Linked DNA regions of Mus musculus: regions 1 and 2 are each linked to region 3. The links are chromatin contacts, called in public Hi-C and HiChIP or PLAC-seq maps. All regions are on one chromosome and are shown on one strand. The core of a region is the stretch at or near the end of the contact, and the rest is flanking DNA. Distances in the headings are between cores, read along the strand shown.

Region 1 (2,700 bases), core at 18-2,517, 2.2 Mb before region 3:
AGCCCTGCCTTAAGAGGGAGACAGCCCAGCTTATGTACATAAATAAGAATCATAATTATAATAATAAAAGCTTGCTTTAATTGTTTGTTTTAAATAATCTGGCCATGATGATTTGAGTCGGTGGTCTTTCTCTTTGAATCGTTGAAAAGAACATGGCCTGCCTCAGTTTCCTTGTCTTTAAAATGACAATTTCACTGGAATCATCCTCATGAGGTTGTTTAGAGAATTACATGAATTATTAATATACAAACGCACATGTGACAGTAGTTAGCACATTGGCCAGAGTCGTAGGGATTTTATTGCTACGATGAAACATCATAACGAAAGAGCAAGTTGAGGAAGATTGGCTTACACGTCCATGTTGCTGTTCATCACTGAGGGACGTCAATGCAGGAACCCAATCAGGACAGGAACCTAAGACAGGAGCTGATGCAAAGGCCATGGGGAGATGCTGCTTACTGGATTGCTTCCCATGACTTATCCAGCCCCCTTTCTTACAAAACGCAGAAGCATCACTGCAGGGATGGCACCGTCTACCATGAGCTGGCCCCTCCCCCACTGATAAATAATTGAGAAAACGCCTTACAGCTGGATCTCATGATGACATTTTCTCAACTGAGGCTCCATCCTCTCTCAGGACTCTTGCTTGGGGCAAGTTGACACATAAAACTAGCCAGTATATCCAGAATCTACATAGGGCTCAGAAGCAGTCTCAAAGGCACAGCTTGCCCTGTGTCCAGAACTTTCTACTGTATGTAAAGCCTTCTGAGTTTGAAAATTGTTTAAAATGAGGCCACCTGAGTTGCTCTGTGCCTTGGAGAGGTGGAACCCCAAAACAGAACAGGCAGCAGGTGTCTTGTTCACTCAGCTCCAATGGCATGATTCCTTGGCTTCCTCTATAGGCTGCAATCCCACAGGCCTGAAACCCTACGGAAAAGAAGGGAGAGGCAGAGGAACTCTGGAGCCCTGTGCTGGTCTGAAACTGCACAGGCCTTGGAACACAGGCTCTGATGCACTCCCAGCCAGGCCAAAGGACAAAGCAAGGAAACCAGTTATCAGAACACCCAGCTGGCTCTCACTGGATGACTTCCTGCTTCTTGAGTTGAAAAGGCTGATGGTGTTCCTAGAGACAAGCAAGAGCCAGTTGTCACAGGAGAAGCAGCATGGCAGTGTGATTCAAGCTGTGACCTTTCAGAGACTCCAACTGTGTCTGGGTTTTCCATTTGCAAGCCCATAGCTAGAAACTCTACCTCCTCAGCAGAAAGTGTCCTCTTCCCAGCAGTTCTCCACTCCGGCCAGCAGATGGTGCAGTTTCCCCTGCGTTCCAGACAGTGTCTTGCTTTAAATCTGAAAGACAAATTGCCTATTTTGCTGGTAATATAAAAAGTAGAGGTCAAAATATCTTAGAGACGACAAGTTGAAAGATCTTTAAAACCTTTGCTTTTGTAGACACTAGATGAAATATGTGTTGTGATTTACAAAACTTTTATCTTATTATCTCAGCCCTCCCCCCAAAAAAGAAAAAGATCAAAATTGATTTTAACTTCCTTTTGGAAAAGGGCTTCAGCTGAGTCCTCCCTCTGTGTTTGACTGGCAGACTTTAAATTGAATTATTCGACTCTCTACTGTTGTATTGTATTACTAGTGTTTTAATGATATTGATAATGAGAAACAATAGAGTTTTACAGGCACTATCATGCTTTAGCCCCACAACACAAACTAGATGCCAGAATACACACTGATTGTATAGCCAAACCCTGAGGCTAAATCAGCACGCACATGCTTAGTGTGTCAGGGCAAGAGCTACTAAGAGTTAGTTTAATGAAAAGGTCGTTATCTTAAGTAAAAGCATGGTTGCCATCCCATTTAACTGTTAATTCTGCTATTTTCCCATGCCCTGGTTAGCTAAACTTAACACAAGACAGATTGTACACTAAATTACCAACAATGGCAGCTACAACGCTGGCAGCACTTACTCTGCATTGGGTGCTATGATGAAAGAAGCTTTAAAATCCCACAACAGGGCGCCATGGGGATGGCTCTGTAGTCAAAGCCCTTGCTCTGCAAGTGTGAAGATGCAGGTTCAGATCCCCAGAACCTATGCAGATGCCAGTTGAGTATGGCAATCTGCCTGGAAGGCAGGGTTTCCCAGCACAAGCTGGCTAAGGAGACCAACCATATAGGAAAGCTCTGGGTCTGACTGAGAGATGCTGCCTCAAGGTATGGTAGAGAGTATCTACCTCAGTCCTCAGGCCAACCCCCACCACACACACACACACACACACACACACACACACACACACACACACACACAAATGGAAAACCAGATTTGGTTACTTAAAATCCACAGCAGTGTTGGTGGGTAGGAACTGCCTAACAGTCATGTCACTGGTAAGAGAAATGAGGCCCAGTGAGGCTTAGTAATGTCACTTGCTAATTCCAGCACTCATATCTGCCACTTTCCTATTAGTGGCCTCCTGTCTTTCCTGTCATGGTTGCCTGACTGAATTTGCCTCTGTGTATTTCTTGGTTTCATGGTGGCATCTTCTTTAGCCTGAGATTTTCGCCTGGTAGGGCATTTTCTGGGTGGTCTGTTCTCTGTCTCTCTGCCTTTAAATGGGTTTTGCCTCTGAGCTTATGCCCACGCTGCCACTGAACAGTCCCAGTTGGTTAGTCTCCAGATTGATGCTACTAACAGAC
Region 2 (2,700 bases), core at 163-2,662, 2.4 Mb after region 3:
CAAAACCAAACCAAATAACAACAAAAACCCTTTCACTGGCTTTTCCTGATCTTGGAAATTTCATGGTGTAAAGTTTTCTAAGTTCTATATGCCATCTTGAATTTCTTTCATCATTTTGGCAAGTGGTTGGTCACTTGTAATTCCAGTTTTAAAACACCTATTTACCCTTCAAAGGAAGGGGGAAAGCAAATTTGTCAAGTTTTCTAATCACCAGTAGAAAGACCACCTCAGTTCAATTCCCAGGACCCATCTGGTGGAAGTGAAGAAGTGACTTCAGCAAGTGTCCTCTGACTGCCACTCTAGTAGGGTGGCCTGCCTGGGGGAGGGAGGGAGGCAGAGACAGCTCAAAGAGAGGCAGGCAGGCGCGCGCGCGCGCACACACACACACACACACACACACACAGCCACCCTACCAATTTTTAATGTTTACAGCCACTGCAGACGTATAAGAGGAAACACCTTTACCTGCTGCTTCTGGGTATCAAACGTGTTCAGTAAAGTATTGCCTAGAAGTAAGCTAAGTACTTCCTGAATAAATTAAACTCGAATTAAAAAAAAACAAAACCAAGGTTAAAATCCCCCCTACCAAGTTCCGAGGCCTTTATTTATACCCACATCGGTATTTCCTCGGCCCGTCCTCAAATTTGGGCCGATCGTTGTTCATTTCTGGAAGTCCCCTGTTTCTCCACTGGGATCCATAGCTATTGATCAGCCCATCAAACAACATCAAGCCACCGGAACCTTTCTACCAAAGCGGGTACCTTCTCAGTTCCTGCTCCAGTTGCCTATCGTGTCAGTCCATCCTTCTCCCAAACGCGCTCTTATTTCTGCTCTCAGCCCACAGACATCTACTGTCCACCATCCATCACTCCTAATCCACTCAGGCCAACAACTCACCCGCTCCAACATGCCTTCCTTTTGTTGCCGCGGTCCAAGCCGCCGGCCTCTTCCCATGCTGGCGCCTTACCTTGTAAGTCGCCCAGATACACTTCCCGACCGGCCCTCCAGACACCCCTGTTCCTCTTAGCCGCCGTCCCCAGCTCGGGGTCCTCACTCCACCGCCCTCCGAGCTCCTGCGCTCCCTGGGGCCCGCCGCGCTGCCCGTGGGCCCGACCCAGCCCGGCCCGGGAAGCCCCCCAGGCGGCCCCCTCGGGGCACTGCATCGCCCGGGCCGAGCGAGCCGCCCTGCGCCTCTCCCCGCCGCGCACCGCCCCGGGAGCCCCCCACCCCAGACGGCCCGGATCCCGGCGCTGCCCCGCGTCCCCGCACCCGCCGAGGCCTCACCGTCAGTCACGGCTCCCATGGCGTGCGCGGCGGCGGCGGCGGCCGAGCTGAGGCGGCGGTTGGCGGCGAAGGTCAAACTCCCACAATGCAGCCGGGTAAACAGTCATGGAGGAGGAGGCGGCGGCGCCCGCCGCCCTCTCCGACTTTTGAGTCGCGCCGGCGCGCGCGCCGCGCCGCCGCGGACCCGCGCTCGCCGCTCTCCTGGGGCGCGGAGCGGCCGGCGGGTGAAGGGCGAGACGGGCGGCGGGAGGGCGGGCGGCGGCGGCTGGGCCCGGGGACACCGCCGTCCCGCCCTGCCCGCGCCCACAGGCCGCCCTGGAGGCCGCGGCCAGCCGCCAGGTGAGCTTCGGGCTGCGCGCGCTCGCGGGGCTCCGCGCCTGACGCTCCAGGTGACCTCTGTCCCGGGCTGCCCCGACCGTGCGCTCCGGTGGGACGGGGGCGCGGCCACTGCCGCCGTGGGTCTCGAACCCGTATTCTTGAGGCGGGCGCGGCAAGCCATCCTCCCTTCCTGAGCTCTGGCGGGTGCTGGCGAAGCGGGGGAAAGAAACTTGGTCACCTGTCTGGGGAGCGTCACTCAGGACCCAGGGCTCAGGTCCCTCCGGTTCTCACCTCTCATCCAGTTCTCCCTCGCTGCTGGAATCCAGATGGGGTGCCTTCATTTTCATACTAACTTTGCTTTTCAAAAACTGCTTCTTAAAGGGAAGTTGAAAGTAGGTGTTGGGGGTGGGGGTGCTGCTCATTGCAAACACATTACTTGGGGGTGCGGAGTACACATTTCTAGAACACACTGCAGGTTATAGTGTCATCTCTTCTGAAAAATGAAATAAACCACCCCCCTCCCGGGGGGGGGGGGGGAGTCGGGCAGTGAATGCGCTCGCCTTTAGTCCCAGCACTTGGAAGGCAGAGGCAGGCAGTCGAGGCCAGTCTGGTCTACAAAGTGAGTTCCAGGACAGCCAGGGCTACACAGAGAAACCCTGTCTCGAAAAACAAAAAACAAAACAAAACAAAACAAAAAAACAAAACAAAACAAAACAAAACAAAAAATCATTTTGATTCAACATTGAGGAATGTTCTCCTAGTGGAACCATGTTCCTGTTGAGAGTTGATTTGACCTCCAACAGGGTAGAGTTTGACTTTATAACCCAGGTTTTTGTTTATCAGTTTTCATGATCCCAATCCCTTGAACCTTCAGATCCTGCATAAGGCAATGGTGTGGGGTCATTTTTTGGTTGTTGAGATTTCTTAAGTGGGATCCATGCATCGGCCCTGTGTTCCCTCAGTTCTTTCTAGCGGAAGACTTGGGATCATTCAAGGGAGGTGGTTTTTAACCTCTAGGCAGAACTATGTATGGGTCAAATACAGTATCTACTTTTGTCACAAAGGCAGAAATTACCCTGAATGAAGATTTTGAAGCAT
Region 3 (2,700 bases), core at 71-2,570:
ACAGACTCTCAGAGCATCTGTATAGTATTTGAAAACCGAAAGAACATCCGGTTGAGATGTTTGGGTGGGTGTGGGACAGTGCCGCGTTGCGATGAAACGGCAAGGGGACACTTTAAAAATATGTCCATATCCTTTTCATAGAGTGGCAGAACAACTATGAAAAAAATACAAATGGCTAATTACGTTGGCTCAATTACAAATTTGATGGAAAAAAAAAACCCAAACCAAAACCTGCCTCCCCTCTTTTAGCACCAACGTAGGAGGAAAAAATAGGTTGCTGAAAAGCCCAAGCGATAAAGATCTCTGTGAGAGCCAAGGGACAAAACTCATTACAGATAAACCTAGCCCTTGCATTTCCCCCGGATGCCTCTCCCTGTAGTTTACTTAAGCCGTGTCTCCTAGGACGGCTGCGGGAAACCAGTCCTGCCCCGGGGTGCTGCTTTCCCCTGCCCCGGGTGAGAGGCGCACTTCATTTGCCCTCTGCCTAACCAGGCCAAGTTGCAGCCACCTTCTTCCCGAATCCGGGGGTTGGGAAAACTCCGCGACAGACCTTCGTAGTTTGGGGAAAAGTCCACGACAGACCTTCGTGGTTTGGGAAAAGCCGATGTGGGCCTGGAGCTGGATTTTGCTAGCCTGGGATGGACTCCCGTCCCTTTCCCTATCTCCCAGAGGTAGATTCGAACAATGGAAGCTCGGAAAGGGGGAAGGGGAAACAACAACAACAAAAAAACCTCAATGAAACCTGAGTGCAAAGGCCGCTGGGCTTTGTCTCTTAGCCCGGGAACGCAGCAGGAGAGGGACGCTGGAGGTGCACCCCGTCAAGACACCGTCCAGGTGGTGAGGCCTTACGGAAGTCCCCTCTCCATGAAAATGTAGCTGCTGGTCCTTTCCTCTCCCCCAGATTCCAACCAGACCACCCTTTCCCCCTCCCCCAAGTTCCGGATCCATGAACGAGGTCAGGGATCTCTCCGAATCCGTACTTCGTCTTTAAGAACTCGAAAATGGAGCAAAGCCATGCCGACCCTGGATGGCAGCTGGTCTCTTCCCTGTCTTCAGGGTTACCAGCTCCCCTAAACGCACACCCATAGCCCTAGGCACGCCTGGAGAGGAGAGTAGTGCAAGTCCTTGGAAGCCGGAGCCCAGCACGGCCGCTTTAAGAGACGCGCGCCCCCGCCGGCGGCAGCTCGGGGATGCGCGTCACCGCGCGCCCGTGCTTGCGCGCCCCCGCCGCCGCGCGCCCCCAGCTCGCTCGCTCGCCCGCTCGCCGGCTTTAAAGTCTCTGCCAGGATCCATGCTCACATGTTACTTCCTGTATGGAGGCATGGCCAGTTTCCAGCCCCGCGCTCTCGGTTCCTCCCCAGCCTGCGCCGGAGCCACAACTTTCAGGAGCATGGACTGAAGGCGCCCTCGCCCCGGCGCCCCTCTGAGATCCTTTGTGTTTCCCTGCGCTCCACTGGCCGTTTGTGTTTTGGGGGGCTCTGCGCTCCGCCCCGCCGCTTCCCTCCCTTTCCAGGCTCGCAGACATGCCTCCTTCCTTGCCGGGGCCCTGGAAGGAGCTGCCCGCCTGAAGCCCGGAGCCGCCGCGCCGCGCACAGCCCCGCCGTCGCCCGCTGGTTCTCGGGCTGCGCTGCGCTGCCGACTCAACTTGGGGCTCTTCCGCTGCTAGCCACCGCCACCCGCGGTCCCTGCCTGCTCCGGGCCCCGGGCTCTGCCGCCGTGCGTCTTCTCCTCGCCCTGCCTGTCGGCTGGATCGTGTCTGAGCGGAAAGCAGCCCTTCTCCTCCGAGAGGATCGTCCCTAGCTTGGCTTTGCATTCCCGGTCACTTTTTGAGGTTTTCTCGGGAGCGCTTGGCAGCTTCCCGGATTCCAGCGGGACCGGTGGCCGAGTGTGGGGGGCCCCGTGTGGCGGGCGAGCCGTGAAAGCCTCCAGGCTTAGCGGAGCCTCGCTCGGAAGCAAGAACTTATTCAACAAGTTTACCCCCCCTGCCTTTCTCTTTTCGATGTGCGTTTTCGGACATGCGGAGGTTACTGGAACCGTGTTGGTGGATTTTGTTCCTGAAAATCACCAGTTCTGTGCTTCATTATGTGGTGTGCTTCCCGGGTGAGTGAGGGCCGCCGATGGGACGCGTCTCTGGCCGGCGCGCGGGGTATGCGGAGTTGTCGCCGGGGCGCGGAGCTTGGGCGCCAGTCTAGGGACCGCGGAGAGGGTGAAGGGGGGCCGGGCTACCGAGGAGGAAAGAGAGCTCTGCTTCATTGGCTCCGGCAGTGTTCTAGGAGGCTGATGGTCAGAGAGGGCAGAAGCAGTGGCGGGCTGGAAGGGAGGGTTGGGGACTCAGAGATGTGCTCTGACTGTGGCTTGGGAAGCTTGAAGCATCTGGAGTATGGGAGGGCGGGGGAAGGCGACTTGCTTTGCTGATCCGGAGCTGATCCGGAGGGCTATAGTTGCACGATAGGATGTCTGGGGAGATTGGCTGTGGGAAGGATGCTCTGTTGGTTTGAGTAATATGGGGTGCTCCCGTTGCTTCTGCGGGGATAGAAGGAGCTCATAATCGTGGCTCACTTTGCATCCCTCCGACCCTTTGTAGGGGGGAGGGCGGCGTTTGGGGATGGAAGGCGGAGGCTGGCTGCAGAGAAGTCAGGATGTGGGGAGCAGCCCGCGTTGTAGTCGCCGGGCCGCCTCCTTTCAGCCTTGCTCCCGGCT

What was found. A called contact is a pair of places that touch in the nucleus more often than the background predicts. HiChIP or PLAC-seq counts read pairs in DNA pulled down with a chosen protein or histone mark.
Region 1: a Hi-C map of the N1E-115 cell line shows a contact between it and region 3, with 15 times the contacts expected there. The contact joins the enhancer-like site here to the promoter of Ptprg in region 3. A contact is called at or near these places in 5 of 39 promoter capture datasets (cranial neural crest, hippocampal neurons, liver and 2 more), 4 of 484 Hi-C or Micro-C datasets (the N1E-115 cell line, cortical neurons and uterus), 12 of 115 datasets of contacts at active chromatin or transcription factors (SST interneurons, VIP interneurons, astrocytes and 9 more) and 1 of 9 other capture datasets (liver).
Region 2: a contact with region 3 is called in an H3K4me3 HiChIP or PLAC-seq map of embryonic stem cells, with 6 read pairs. The contact joins the promoter of Thoc7 here to the promoter of Ptprg in region 3.

The regions. Positions count from the first base shown.
Region 1 is chr14:9,392,359-9,395,058 of GRCm38.p6, forward strand. No RefSeq gene overlaps it. Among named protein-coding and RNA genes, the nearest start is that of Gm41097, 55 kb to the right of the region's middle. Within about 2 kb of position 1,268, at least 25 of the 459 cell types and tissues checked have an H3K27ac peak or open chromatin away from gene starts, as enhancers often do. A contact at or near this core is called in the N1E-115 cell line, where this site is marked.
Region 2 is chr14:13,959,901-13,962,600 of GRCm38.p6, forward strand. Thoc7 (THO complex 7) reads right to left here and starts at 1,413. Exons shown (of 8, transcript NM_025435.3): 1 at 1,285-1,413. The coding sequence starts at 1,303. It also overlaps a transcript of Atxn7 not described here.
Region 3 is chr14:11,552,233-11,554,932 of GRCm38.p6, forward strand. Ptprg (protein tyrosine phosphatase, receptor type, G) reads left to right here and starts at 1,321. Exons shown (of 30, transcript NM_008981.3): 1 at 1,321-2,100. The coding sequence starts at 2,016.